Linked DNA regions of Mus musculus: all the other regions are linked to region 1. The links are chromatin contacts, called in public HiCAR-type, HiChIP or PLAC-seq and promoter capture Hi-C maps. All regions are on one chromosome and are shown on one strand. Each heading gives the region's core, a stretch centred on a gene start, on an enhancer-like site or on the middle of the called end of the contact. The rest is flanking DNA. Distances are from core to core; before and after follow the strand shown.

What was found. Promoter capture Hi-C pulls out the DNA fragments that hold promoters and counts their contacts. HiCAR-type assays count read pairs that join an accessible place to other places. HiChIP or PLAC-seq counts read pairs in DNA pulled down with a chosen protein or histone mark.
Region 2: a promoter capture Hi-C map of erythroid cells shows a contact between it and region 1, with 6 times the contacts expected there. The contact joins the promoter of Rfc3 here to the promoter of B3glct in region 1. A contact is called at or near these places in 5 of 39 promoter capture datasets (the 3T3-L1 cell line, erythroid cells, liver and 1 more).
Region 3: a contact with region 1 is called in a promoter capture Hi-C map of pre-B cells. The contact joins the promoter of Pomp here to the promoter of B3glct in region 1. A contact is called at or near these places in 3 of 39 promoter capture datasets (the 3T3-L1 cell line, liver and pre-B cells).
Region 4: an H3K4me3 HiChIP or PLAC-seq map of embryonic forebrain shows a contact between it and region 1, with 4 times the contacts expected there. The contact joins the enhancer-like site here to the promoter of B3glct in region 1. A contact is called at or near these places in 5 of 39 promoter capture datasets (the 3T3-L1 cell line, hippocampal neurons and liver) and 1 of 115 datasets of contacts at active chromatin or transcription factors (embryonic forebrain).
Region 5: a HiCAR-type map of astrocytes shows a contact between it and region 1, with 2.1 times the contacts expected there. The contact joins the promoter of Ubl3 here to the promoter of B3glct in region 1. A contact is called at or near these places in 1 of 39 promoter capture datasets (hippocampal neurons) and 4 of 115 datasets of contacts at active chromatin or transcription factors (the SCID.adh cell line, astrocytes, embryonic forebrain and 1 more).

The regions. Positions count from the first base shown.
Region 1 is chr5:149,676,828-149,679,581 of GRCm38.p6, forward strand. B3glct (beta-3-glucosyltransferase) reads left to right here and starts at 1,403. Exons shown (of 15, transcript NM_001081204.2): 1 at 1,403-1,552. The coding sequence starts at 1,510.
Region 2 is chr5:151,649,802-151,652,555 of GRCm38.p6, forward strand. Rfc3 (replication factor C (activator 1) 3) reads right to left here and starts at 1,407. Exons shown (of 9, transcript NM_027009.2): 1 at 1,265-1,407; 2 at 71-208. The coding sequence starts at 1,351.
Region 3 is chr5:147,859,232-147,861,985 of GRCm38.p6, forward strand. Pomp (proteasome maturation protein) reads left to right here and starts at 1,397. Exons shown (of 6, transcript NM_025624.3): 1 at 1,397-1,460. The coding sequence starts at 1,458.
Region 4 is chr5:148,452,006-148,454,759 of GRCm38.p6, forward strand. No RefSeq gene overlaps it. Among named protein-coding and RNA genes, the nearest start is that of Slc7a1, 53 kb to the left of the region's middle. Within about 2 kb of position 1,401, at least 34 of the 459 cell types and tissues checked have an H3K27ac peak or open chromatin away from gene starts, as enhancers often do. A contact at or near this core is called in embryonic forebrain, where this site is marked.
Region 5 is chr5:148,551,414-148,554,167 of GRCm38.p6, forward strand. It overlaps Ubl3 (ubiquitin-like 3), which reads right to left and starts at 1,375. Exons shown (of 5, transcript NM_011908.2): 1 at 540-1,375. The coding sequence starts at 566.

The DNA of each region.
Region 1 (2,754 bases), core at 153-2,652:
AGCCAGAGGCATCAGATGGATCATCGGATCGGCCACTCTGGAGTTTGAGTTACTGGCAGTCATAAGCCAACAAATGTGGATGTAGGAATGGAACTCAGGCCCTCCAGGAGAGTAGTACATGGTCTTAATCACTGAGTCACCTCTCCATCCTTCCAGGATAATTTCAATGAAAAGTCTGATCCACTAAGCCCTCAAAGTTGTTTGCTACCAAAGTAGGGTCCTCAGTTGTGTTACTTGGCTACTAGATTTTTCTCTCTATTTACATCTTGTTTATAGGTACGGTGTCTAACAAAGGGAAGGAATATTTCCTAGGAGAATGCTAGAAAACTTTAGCAATGGGAAACTGTCTATCAGCTTTAGAACTTCCCAAGAAAGCCCAAGGAGTTAAAGCAGCCAACCAAGAATTTGGAAAAACTGTAGCGCTGGTCTTCATCAGTCAAGAGACTGGCACCAGTCAACAAGAAACACACAGAAACTAAGAAATATGACTGCCAAAGTCTTTATGAGCAGGCTTGCCCTAGAGTTTTACTACCTGTGGTTGGGGGAGATGTTCGGTGAGTCATTTGTCCTGTGACCACAGTGGCTGAAAGGCAACTCTAGCTGCCCTCTAGCCTCGCATCATCTAAACACAAGCCAGGGTTGCTCAGTCAGTCTTTTTTACATCCTTGGAGATGCAGGAGAAACTGTGTTTCTGGGAAGGGTCCCTCTAATTCTTCCCTGTAATTGTTTCCCTCTTTGGTTCACTACAATGTAACTGTAAGGTCCTCAGGTGGAACTCTTCCAGGGTGGGAGGGAGACCCTTCAGGATTCTGTGCTGGAAGGAACTCTGCTTATGTGACTTTTCCACCTCACTCTTCTCTGTGTTCTTAATTGATTCATTTTCATCAAGTATCTTGAATACCCTCTCTCTTCCATCACAGTGAACACTCAAAATAACATTAATAAAAATTTAGCTTTACACCAACATCTATTAAGAGCAAAACTCCGGGCCAAAGCTATTAATCAAATTCCATTTAAGAAGAGGATATTAAGTAAATTAGTTGAGCTGATTAAAAACACCTTCATCAAAGTAGAACATCGGTGCCAACAATATTAAGAGTTGAATTATCGATTTTGCTTTTTATAAAAACTGAAGATAGTCCATTAGCAGGGAAGAAAAAAACGATCCTTCTTCCTTCACTTTGAGGACAGTAAGGGTGATCTACTGCTAGGGATGGGGAAAGAAGTTCTGGGAAGCGAAGGGCATGACGGCAGAGTTTGTCAGAGGGTCAGAAAAGAAGCTCTGAGGTCAGATGCCCAGAGGAGGGCGCGGTCCAGCTGGGCAGCAGGACCACCTACAACCGCGCCGGTTGCGAGCGTACACCGGGGCGCTCCCGATCCCGGCCGCCAGAGGGCGCAGCCCGAGCCGGCGCGGCGCCGGGAAGGAGGAGGGGAGCGCGAGAAGGGTCAGGCGCGCAGGGCGTCCGCGCAGCTCGGCTCCGGGAAGGGCGCGGAGCCTCTGCCTCCGGGATGCGGCCTCCCGCGCTGCTGGCGCTGTTCAGCTGCTCCGCGGGTAAGTAGCGAGCGGCCCGGGCGGGCGCGGGGAGGGAGTCCCGGGGCTGCTGGCCACCCCCGCGCGGTTCCGGCTGCCGCCCGCCCCGTCCCGCCCCGTCCCGGCCGCAGCGCCCTCTAGTGGCGCCACCCTCGGCCCGCGCCCTCTCCATCTCCGCCTCCTTCCGCCGGGGCACGCGGGCTGGTGGGGAGGGCGCGGCCGGGTCGGGAGCCAGAGCCGCGCAACTGCTAGAAACTTTACAAGAGGCCGCGCCTTTCCCGCCCCTGCGCGCCGCCCGTGCGCCCTGCGGTGCACACCTCGCGCCCCACTATGAGCACCCCGCCCTGTGCGCCCCCAGCGCCCCGCCGAATGCTTGCCGCGCTCCGCGGTGTGCACTCCGCACTCCACCGTAGCTATCCTACGCCCCACGGCATTCATGCCACGGCCCGCCGTGTGCACTCTGCGCCCCACTGTGTACACTCCGTGCGCCCCACCGTGTGCACCCTCTGCTTGTGCTTACTCCGTGCCCGGCCGTACACCCCCTGCTCTCTACCGTGTGCCCCTGTGTCCCACAGCTGTGCACTCATGGGTCCCATAGTTGTGCATCCCATACCCCTAGATGTGCATCCCCGCGCCCCACCTTGTGCACACCCCTCGATCCTCCATGTGCATTCCCAGTGCCTGGAGGTGCATATCCCAAGTTTCACCCCTCCCGACCTTGAATACCGTATCCCACCTCACCGTGCATACCCCGCATCCCACTGTGTGCACCCCGCTCTCTACCTTGTGCATCCCCCGTGTTCCGCCCTGTGCACCCTGTACCTCCTGTTGTGGACAACCTGCACTCGGCCATGGGCACCCCTTTTCCCACTCCTCCGTATGTACCCTGGATCTCCTGCTGTGCATGACCGGTGTCCCACTATCTACACCCCACCCCCACCCCCGCCCATCGCCCCAGTCAAGCACACACCGTTTTGCCTTAAATACTCCATGCATCCCATCGTGTGTTCCTTGAGACCCTACCCAGCTTTACAGAACCCTGATACAGCCATTAGCACGCCCCAAGGCGCGCCCCCCTCCCCGTATCCCTTGCGTCACCCCCACCCTGTACCCTCAGCTCCTGCAATTTCCCAGAGACCTCCTCTCTTTGTGTACCACTCCCTAGGAACCTACAAACTTGGCCTGCCTTCCTCCTAATGCAGTTGGGCAAGGAGGGGAGGGAG
Region 2 (2,754 bases), core at 157-2,656, 2.0 Mb after region 1:
GATATACACATGACCAGGATTAAAAGTCCCCTCCAGAAACATCTGCTAAGCTTCAACCCAAGATGCTTACTGTGATAGTCTGATGCTCAATTCTCAGTTTTTCCACCCCGATACCATAAAGTTCACGTAGAATACACATAATTCTTGTCTTTTTTCCAGCACCTGATGGTCCATATACTAAGAGGTGAGGAAAGTCTCCACACTGCACCTAAGGAAAAAAAGAACAAGACATTATATCTTAGTTAAACTGGGTGAACTAAGTTAAACAAACCACTTTTAAAGTTCCAAGATATTCTGTTTACCATCCAGCTCCAACAGAAAATGTACCAAACTCTGGACACTAATTTAATCTAATTTACATGCACTAAATGCTTAAAAGTAGGCACTCCCTAAGTAAGCTATCTGAAGGGCCCGTTTGAAACTAAGGGATGACAGAAGGCGAACCCAATCTCTGTAACTAAGACAGATGCTTGTCTGGCCCGGGCTCCCCATAATGGTCCTCTTGCTCAGAAGCAGGTGCGCTGATTTCCTTGTAAGTTCACTTGGAAGAGACAGAAGAACTTCACACTAGATCAAGGTTGATCAATGCTATGGAAAAGACAGCAGTAACAGAGTGCCATCAAACGAAAGAGTACTATTAACATGGGGTCTTGATCTTGCCACCGGGAAACTGAACATTAAAGCTTTTGCAAGGAAAACCGGCACGTGTATTAACGAAGCATAATATTCTATTTCAAATTAGTGCATGCATCACGAACCAAAACCAAAACCAAACCTAAAACATATCTTCCACTTCACCCTCGAGTCTTCCAAAAGCTCTCATATGAACGATCGCGGCACTCGTTAAAATAATCTCTCCTTTTCAGAAAAGCCTTAGCTGTGATTCCGCAGTAACTAAGAACAGGGTCCGGGGCACAGTCACCTCTATCAGCTTCCCACCTAAGCTCTCTGTAGCGGGAGAGCCCATCAGGCATTTGCAGTAACACCGAGGCCCGGGCACACCCCCATCCCCGCCCCCTACCGCCGCTGCTTGCTCCTGATTCTCCACTACACTGGCCTTCTTCTGGTCCCCACACCAAGCCATTGAGGTTCCCGGCAGCAAACACACCGCACTTTGAGGAACGCGTCACTCTGACCCCCTCGCTAGCACCGGGGCGCCCGCCTCCTCCCTCCCTCCCTCCCTTCCCTTCCCTTCCCTTCCCTTCCCTTCCCTTCCCTTCCCTTCCCCGGGCTGTGCAGGAAGCTGCTGAGCAGGGCGGCTCACCAGGTTGCGCAGCTGTGCTGCCTGTTCCTTATGATAGTCCAGCCGGGCAAGGGAGCTCGGCCGGTACTTGTCCACCCAGAGGCTCATGACCGCTCCACAGTCGCACCAGCGGACCCGCCGCTTAGACAGTAGAGTTTTCCCGCGAGCGCGAAAGCGTGCGACGTCACTTCCGGCACCCGGCGACTTCCGGATAGGGAGACTGGGCAATCTCAACCGGGAGTGGAGCAGTCGCTGCAGTTCCCACTTCCACCACTGCACCAACAGTCGCTGGATTTACCGGGCAGTGGCTGCCTCTTTGTTCTCACCCTGTAACATTTTAGAAAACATTCGAAGGAATTAAAGATGTATCTCTGACATTCAGGTTCGTCCAATCTGAGTTCTTAGGGAAGGAAATTCCCTCCATTTCATTCTTTCATTTATTCACTGATTCACAACTTCATTCTAATTAGTGCTACATAATCTGTTATCTTTATTAGTAGAACTGCTTTTCTTTAAAATAATAAACAAACTCCAATATTCAATGAGCATTTGCCTACATGCCTCTGTGAACTATATGTTCTGAACTAGGAAAGTAAAGGAAATAGAAAGTAAAGGAAATCAGAAGCGAAAGTACCCAGAAGCATGACAGACAACGTCCAAAGACAGGTAGTTCATGGTGGATCCTAGGGTATATTCTTTTAATCTAAAAGATTGAAAGAATGTGAAGAGAACATAGAAAAAAAAAAAACCTAGGTTTACTTGTTTTCACAAATACAACACACAGATGCCCCCAATAACATTTAGATCCCCAATAACATTTCGGTGTGTGTCCCAGGCAATATTTGCAATGAAATTAATTTTTATCTGAAATTAGATTTTAATTGGTTGCCCTGTATTTTTTAACTTATAACCATACTTGGAATTCTTCAACTTGTGAGACCTGAGGAAGTGGCTGGGAAGGAAGGATAGAGTCCTCAAATCATAGCCAGAGGGCCAAGGCCAGAGACACAGCTCTGATCTGCTCCCTGCAGTAGCTTCAGAAGTTTCTTTCAGACACCTGAAAGCTTGTTGCTATGGTTAATCTTGGTCATCAGCTTGATGAGATTTGGAATCACTATAGAAACTACTATATAGGTATGTTCCTAGGGGCAATGGAGTAGTGCTGCCTCTGGATTCCAGAGTTTGTAAGCAGAGCAAGGCCTCTCACTACACACCAGCACGAAGCAGGGCACTGAGCCCTTAATCTGGACTGAGGTTGAACAAAAGGTATTTGAAGCTTTAGAAACAGCTCTAGCATTGACTCCAGCCCTAAAACTTCCAGATGTCTCAAAACTTTTTCATCTGTTTGTCCATAAAACAAGACAGAAGGGCTTTTAATCCAAATTTTGGGACCATGGAAACACCCTGTGATGTACCTGTCCAAAGGATTGGACCCTGTAGCCACAAAATGGTCCATCTGTCTAAGCTGTGATAGCTACTGCTAGATTATGTAAGCTAGCTCACAAGCTAAA
Region 3 (2,754 bases), core at 147-2,646, 1.8 Mb before region 1:
AGACAGTCTGGGCATATCAGTGAAGTCATTTACATCATTTTAAAAATGATGTACCCTGAATGTGGGAGGCGCCATCCCATAGGCTGGGGTCCTAGGCTGAGTAACAAGACAAAAACAAGAGGACGACATTCATTTCTCTCTGCTTCTGACTGCAGAACCCAAGTGACCAGCCGCCTCATCCTCCGGCCAGCACAGCTAAGACCTGTTTTGTCTTCTTCTCCTTCGTGCTATGCCATACTCTCATAATGTGAGCAACAGGGCTGGAGAGATGGCTCCGCGGTTAAGAGCATCTGTTGCGTCCCTTTCCCAGCACCCAGAGGGTGGTTCCCAACCATCTACCTATAACTCCAGTCCTATAAGACCCTAAGACTCTTTCGTGTTGGCAAACACCGCTAATGTTGCAAAAGAGTGTGAGGGCACCAGGCACACACCTGATGCACACGCAGACAGTCAAACAAAACGTTTTAGAGGAATCCTTTAAAAATTAATTTTAAAAAGCTTAATGAAAAGCCGGGCGTGGTGGTGCACGCCTTTAATCCCAGCACTTGGGAGGCAGAGGCAGGCGGATTTCTGAGTTCGAGGCCAGCCTAGTCTACAGAGTGAGTTCCAGGACAGCCAGGGCTACACAGAGAAACCCTGTCTCGAATAACAAAAAAAAAAAAAAAAGCTTAATGAAAAGACTTAGGGAGATGACTCATGTACAACATGTAGAACCACGTTATTTGTAATTCTAAGAGCCTGACATACGTTAGCTCTGATGACCCTGACTTAAAATTGTCACCACCACCACCCCCATGTCACCGAAAAGGACTTAGTCCCAGGGAACCTCCCAAGTCTTTGCTGTCTTCCAGTCTGGCCACACTGACCATATCGCCGCCTTCTGCCTCCCGCTTTTAAGTTGCTTATTATGAACGAACCGGTGGCCAGACCTGACTTGGGACTCAGGTTGTGATTGCCCCCCAAGTTCGGAAATATCCACACCCCACAACCCTGGAGCCCGCCTCTGCCTGAGGCTCGGTGCCTAAGCTAGCTTGGTCCTTTCCTTAGGTTCTACACATACCCAGCCTCGGACCTTCGATTTATAAAACCGTAAAGGCCTGTTGTCCCACTTTTGACTCAGCAGAAGGACTTTATGTAAATCACCACCGTGCGTCCTTGGATGGCCCGTGGGAAGTCTGTGCATTTGCACACGCCCATCTAACACCGTCCCGCGAGGCCAGGGCCAGTGCACACCCGAGCTGCGCCCTTGGCCCTCGCTCACCGGGGGACAGCGAGCGTGGGAGCCCCGGCCCAACGCTACTCCCTGCTCCTCCCACGCCCCCTTTCCTTCCTGGCCGGAAGGACGCACTTCCGGCGGATGGGGCGGAGGGGTGGGCGTCTCGGCCCCGGAAACGGAAGTGAGCGGTTTGGCCGGCGGACTCGAGCAGGTTTATAGATCTCACAGAGCTGTTTCAAAGATGGTGAGTGAGCGCGGAGGGCCGCCGTCGCGGCGGGTACTCGTGGTGCGGGCACGATCGCGACTGCCCGGTCCCGGCGGGTGTCTGACGTGGGCGGGACCCGGGCTGCACTCTCTCGGGTGGTCCTGGCTCCGATCGGACGGCGCGGGTCAGTTCCCCGGGCCTCCCAGGCCACAGCGCCCCTTCCCAGCAGTGGAGGCGGATGCACTCCATGCACTGGGCACCTCCGAAAGCCAAGCCTTGTGTGCGTGTTGGGACACGCCACGTGCCTTCTCCCTTAGGGTGACTGCACCCCTACACCCGCCAAGGCGCACGACCGCCCGTTGCATTCGTACAGCTCAGCCTCGGTTTACAAACATCTCTCTGTGTGCCATGTGTCGCTCCCGTTTTGTTCGTATAGTTAGTGCTTGAACTCCCTCGCATCCCCCTCTGGCCTCTCCTCCCCTTCTGGCCTCTCCTCCTGCCCCACTTTCTGTTTCTCTTTGAGCATAGTCCTGAGTCACTATGGCACTCCTCCGCACGCCATCTGCCCACGTCCAGAAAGCTTGGATTGGCAGAGACCGCTAACCAGTGTAAAGGAATGTGAGAAACGCTGAAATATGAATGGTTTTTAGGTCTTCATAGACTTAACTTGTATCTGACACTGAACTAGAACCTTAAGGAGTCCTCATATTTTACAAAAGGACACCGGGACGATAGTAACAGCAATACTAGAGTTCAGAATTTCCCCTTTGTGTGTAGCGAAACTTCTCCTTTGGTGCTTTTCAGTACATCTGTCCCCAGGAGAACACTGTACTGTAGTGGTGTCAGTCAGCATTGGGACAGCTATAATCATAGACAGGGCCAGTCCTGGAAGTCTGTGCTTGACTGGCAGTCACGGAGTAGGTGACTGTCCAGGATAGATTACCTGTTGTCTTCCTGATCCCCGTGGTTTCCTGTGTGAAGAGTGGGGACACCAACAGTACCAGGCCCTTGAATTATAGAGTTGGAGCCCCGAACTCTATTTCTCAGATGTTAATGAGGTCTAGAAGGAGATTGTTAGCGATTTTGTTGGTGAGGTGGTGTGTTTTGGGGAAACCTTGTGCAGAATTGGGGAGACTGGTGAGGCTCAAGCAAGACCCAGTTGGGGCTGCTGACATTCCCCCCCATGCGAGCTGCCAGGTCAAATACACAGGTGAAGTAAGTCTATCAACTAGCTGCTTTCTCAGAATTGTTTGGTCTAGACTAGTAACAGAGACCAGGTCACCTGTATCTAAGCAGTTTGTGCTGTCAGATGTCGGGTGACAGTGACAGTTCC
Region 4 (2,754 bases), core at 151-2,650, 1.2 Mb before region 1:
GCCCTCTGGAGGCCAACATGTGTCACTACAACCCCTTCACCAAGCCAATTCGTAAGAGTATGAGAAGCAGTGCTCACCGTTAGAAAGATGGAGAGCAAACTTTTTAGTTTTTTTTCTTTGCAGGATTTCTGTGTCCTAATTATCTTTTAAAGATTTAAAGATTTATTTATTTTGTTTATATTAGTACACCATAAGAGAGCTTTGGCTCCCATTACAGATGGCTGTGAGCTGGTTGTGGTTGTGTGAGATGGATGTGGTTGCTGGGATTTGAACTCAGAACCTCTGGAAGAGTAGTCAGTGCTCTTAACCTCTGAGCCACCTCTCCAGCCCGTCCTAATTATTTTTAAACTTCTGTTTTAACAGAACAATTTTGTTGAACCCTAATTTACTCACCTAAAGTGCACAATGTAGGTATTGGCATAGGCATACTACCATTGTAAGACCATTGCCCTCTTCCCTAAATAAATCCTACCCCCCCCCAAAAAAAAGAAATTCTACCGATTAATGGGAATTCCCTATCTCTGACCTCTTATAACCATTAATATGTTTTTTCCTATGGACTTGCCTTTTCTAGACATTTTGTATAACAGGTGGCCTTTTGGTCTGGCTTCTTTTACAAAACAAGCTTTTGTTTCTATCTTGTTTACACCTTAATTTGAATTACCATATAATTTATCACCCAAAGTGCAACATTTCCAGAAAGATGCTATTCATAATTGTTATACCACGGCCTAGGGCTACCCATGCCCAGCCAGGGAGGACATCCCCACATTCAAAGAGAAGAACGGAGTCACCCACGATTCTCCCCAGTCCCCCAACTGCCCACCACCCCTCCCTAAGTCACAATTACCAAACCTTGCTCAGCACCCTCTGGTCTCTCGGAGCACTGCAGTCAATTTACTTCCACGGTTGCTAATGCTGTTTACAGCTGAAGTATGCTTATGATTTATGGGAAGAAACAAGACTAATTTCCCCCAAAGAAATGAGAACCGGCAGTTTTGTTTTTCGTTTTGGGGAACCGTGAAATTTGACGGCGGCGGCAGAGGTGGAGGGGGGGGCAGACTAGGAAAGAAAGCAGATGCAGAAAGCAACACTGATATGATAAATGGGGAAGGGATGTTAGAAACGATGGGCCATCAGGAAGTTACTCTAGGAGGCTTAATTGGGTGGGCCATGCATGGCGCCTCTGAAAAGGGCAATGTAATTACTTGTTGTTACGCTGTTACGTGCACCTGGCTCACTGGCATCTCTCGCTGTGATGGTCTCTGCTGTACAGAAGATCCTCCCTGTTTGTAAGCAAATGCAAATTTTATTATTCTTTAATTATAAGTATGTATTGAGCCGACACAGAAGTTGCACAGACGTTGACCTGTCGCTTGCTTGGTGACAGCGGGTCCATCTGCTGCTGACAAGATAGCTAAAGTACTTTGCAGCAGACACTCTGACTACCCATTCTTCCTTGCTTCGAGAGGGTTTGGTCAAACAGCAAAATTTGTCAACAGAGTTGGCACTGGGGGTGGGTGGGTGTCACATGTGTAATATATTCTATCACAAGAAAGGTGTCCTTGTCCTCTGTCACACTGCAAAGCAGATACAGGCTGCCATGGAATGCAGCTATGTAAAGGGAAAAAATTGTACGTTGTAATCAAAATATCACACACACACACACACACACACACACACTCACACACTCACGCGCGCGCACCCTAGGCTCTTAGCAAACTAAATTCTTTAAGGAATTGAATAATTAGACCAAGATTTTGTGTTCTGAATTCACTAATGAGGCCATTTGGACCACCTGCCGTAGCGATCGCCCTCTACAGAGCCTGACTTCGCAGGGTTCCAGGAGCAGACCTAGGACCGCAAACCTCCAAGCCAAGGAGTCCAGTTCTGGTCCCCACATGCAAACGCGCCCTCCTGGTGTCCCTAGCAGCCTTTGTTTGTGTGTGTTTTGTGTCTGGGCTCATCCATCTGGCTCCCCTTCTGCCACCTTTCCCTTCTGTTTACACCCACCATTCTCAATTTGTCTTCCAGCTCTTTCTGCACCAATTACGCTATAGACAGATTTAGTCTATTTCTGAGCCAGCTGCTCAAATACGCCCTTTTCTGCATTGAAAAATACTCAGAGCAGGCCCCCGGCCACCCACGAGGATTCCCAGACTCCGAGTCTGGAAGAAATTCATAGAAACTTTTCTGATTCTGGTGCTATCCCCCAAATTCATTCATTGGGAACAAAGAAAAAAAAGGGGGATATTGATTTTCCAAGAGTATAAAGATATGGATGCCAGCTAGAGGCCCCAGGGGTTGTGCAGGCAAAAGATTAGAGGACTAGACCCACTTGGAGCAGGTCTTTCCTGATACTGTACTCTGCAAGAGTTTGGCCACGCCTTCTGAGAACAAGGAGCCACTGACCCGCACCTTGCAGGAAGAGCTGGGCCCCGCCCTCAAGGTCACGAGCTGTTGGCGCTTATTCAGGGTGCTGTTTGTGCAAATGCCTTTGTGTTTTCAAGCATGCTTAAGACAGGACCATCTTTGCCATCATCTTCCAGGTCTAGAAAAAGGGGTCCTTTGAAATGAGTGTGGTGTTCCAAGGAGGGGAAGCCCCTCCATCACTGTCCCAAGACGGGTCTAGAAGAGTTCTGACAGGGTAGGGGCCTCATGCTCCAGGATGGCTTGTTCATAGGAGAGCTGCATATTCCTTTCAAAGCCATCCATGCACACAAAGATGCCCTACTCCCCACAGAGGAGCAAGCC
Region 5 (2,754 bases), core at 125-2,624, 1.1 Mb before region 1:
AAGAGGTGCGCCGCTGCCCCTGAAATGTATCAAGTGTGCACCTACGTCTGAACGATCTTGTCTGTCACTGAGCCAGACAGCCTCTTCCTACCCTAGGTATCCAGCTCGCCGCCCGTCCCCGGCCGTGTCCACACAGCCCTTGACGTTTTCCCGAAGCGTTTAAATCCAAGCCTTGAAAGCCTTCTAGCAATCGGGAAGGAATTTCCTCCGCTTCCACTGCATTTCCCTGCCTCCGGCGACTTAGGAAACACAACCGAACCAGTGACTCCCAGTGGTTTTAAAAAAAAGAAGAAGAAAAAAAGAAAGAAAAAGCTGCAAAACCACACCAAAAACCAGTGCTTCCTAAAAGAAAAGGGGGGAGGGGGGCAGAAGAGCCAACTTCTCCAAAGCCAAGTAGATTGGCTTTTCCAGAAGTGCCCCCCATTTCTCACCCCCGCCGGGCCCCAGAAACCTTCGCCCCGACGCCAGCGTCGTCTTCCGATTAAATAAGATTGGAAACCACACTACAATCCGAACGTCGGAACTTATCGTTCACTTACCATATCCGCCGGGACATGACTGGACATCTTGCCTTTTGAGAGTGGGCCAGAGGTTTACGCAGAAAACAAAACAAAAAGCAAGAGCAGAAGTGCTGGAACTACGGAAAAAATAAAAAAGAACCTTCACAATTCTGATCGGTTTGTGCTGAGCTTTTCCCAAAAATGAAAAAAAAAATAAAAATTAAAAAAAAAAGTAGAAGTTACGTGGGAGCACAAGAGCTTCTGGGGCGAGAGGCGCGAGGGGAGCCGATCGTCAGCAGCAGTAGCAGCTCCAGGACCCGCCGCGCCAGGTGGACAGAGCCGAGTGACACACGGACATGGAGCGGGGTGGGAGGGGGTTAAATGCGCCGTCCTCTTTCCCCGGCCCAGGCGGTGATTCACACGCGCTCGCGACTCAGGTCCTCATTAAAGCCCCGGCGACGAAGTGTACAGATAACTATGTGGCTACACATCGAGCGCCGAGCTGAAAGCGGCCGGGGCCGCCGAGAAGCTCAGCGCGCGCCGCGGGGCCGCACAGCCGGGCTGCGCGCAGCCGCGCTCAAGGGCATCGACCTCGCCAGCCGCCGAGCCGAGCCGAGCCGAACTGGGCCGAGCCGAACCGAGCGCAGCGCCGGGGGGGCTCAGGCCGCGGGCGCCTCAGCGCAGCCGCGCCGGTCGGGCCGCATCGCGTCTGGGCTCCGGCCGCCTCCGCCTCGCTGCCTGCCTTCCGCAGCGTCTTCCGGGGGCTCCTCCCTTAGCTTGGGAACAGCTCCCCCTCAGAGCCCTGACTCTCCGCCTCCTCCTCCACTTCTCAATCCCACACGCCCCGGCCGCCTCCTGTCATCGCCTCAGCCCAACATGGCGGCGGTGGCCCCTGCTGGTGCCCGAGAGCCGACTTGGGAATAGCGCCCCCCACCTCCCCCGCCCCCGTCTGCGCTTGTTCCGTTCGTCACAACGGAGCCCTCTCGGAGCATCATGGGAAATGTAGTTTGTGCAGGTGAGGGGAAGGGGCCTCCGGGGCGTCCTTGCCCGCATCGATGCCACGCCCCCGCATAGCAACAGTTGCTAGGAAAGGATAGCGCCCTTGTCTCGGTTCAGTTTAGAGGCTCTTGCTCTGGAGTCAGTCCCTACCTGTGTCCAGAAATGCCATGATCACGCGGATTGTTGGAGGAAAACAACTTGCACGGAGAAATTCCCTCGCGCACTGTGTAGACACAGTTAAAATAGGACACACCGTGGTGCAGAAGCATGTGTTTTAATCATTGCAAGTTCTCCACATCCTGCAATCTCAAACCATTTTATTGAGTGAGTTAATCTTTAGGTCTCCTCAACATGACAGTTTGAAGATCAGAAACAATCATTGATTTCCAATAAGGCCGTGGAAGTTCAACAGAAACAAGACTCTTGTGAAGCAGAGGCAATGTCTGAACACACGTTTCCTGAAGTCCTAGGGCCATAAAGCTGCAATCCGCTTAATTGAAATGACCAGAAACTATATAGTGGTAGTGGAGACTACATGTAGATTCACCACTTCCCAGCCTAGCCCCTGTTTGACCCGGTGACGTAATTGTATTGTGAATTTAAAACAGCATAATATAATGCCGATGCTAGAATATTTAGGTGAAAAAATAATGTCTACCACGGATCTAGGATCAGAATACAGAAACCACAAGTATTCAGTTGAGCCTTATTCATATCTCAGACCTTTCGGAAGGGCAGTCTCCACACGATACTATTACACCCACCTACAGTTGTGACCTCACCTAAAGGCAGCCTTGCCTACCTTCCAGGGCTAAAGTCTGGGTGCTGTTAAGGATGATTTCATGCATGGCACATACATCGTTTTGTAAATAACAGCACATCTTCTGACGTGAACGGTGGCTACTCATCCTCTTTCTCTCTCGACGCACAGGTGCACCACAGGCTCTGCGGCCACTGAGAGTTCAGACGTGAGCTATGCAGTCCCTGTTGTCTAGGAGCCTGCGTCATTCCCCAGAACCATCTCCCCAGTCACGTGTTCCCTCATCGGACGGGAACTCACGGGACACTTCAGAGGACCTACTTGTCTCTTGAGTGGCGGCCTGGCTGAAGGCATTCCATACACTCCTAGGAGCCTACATCACAGACCCAACTCCCTAAGAATCCAAACGTAGAGGAAAACAGAGGCCCAGGCTCACCCCAATGTGGCTTCCCTATTTCAGCATCTGTGGGTTCCATGGTTTTCTACTCTTAATGT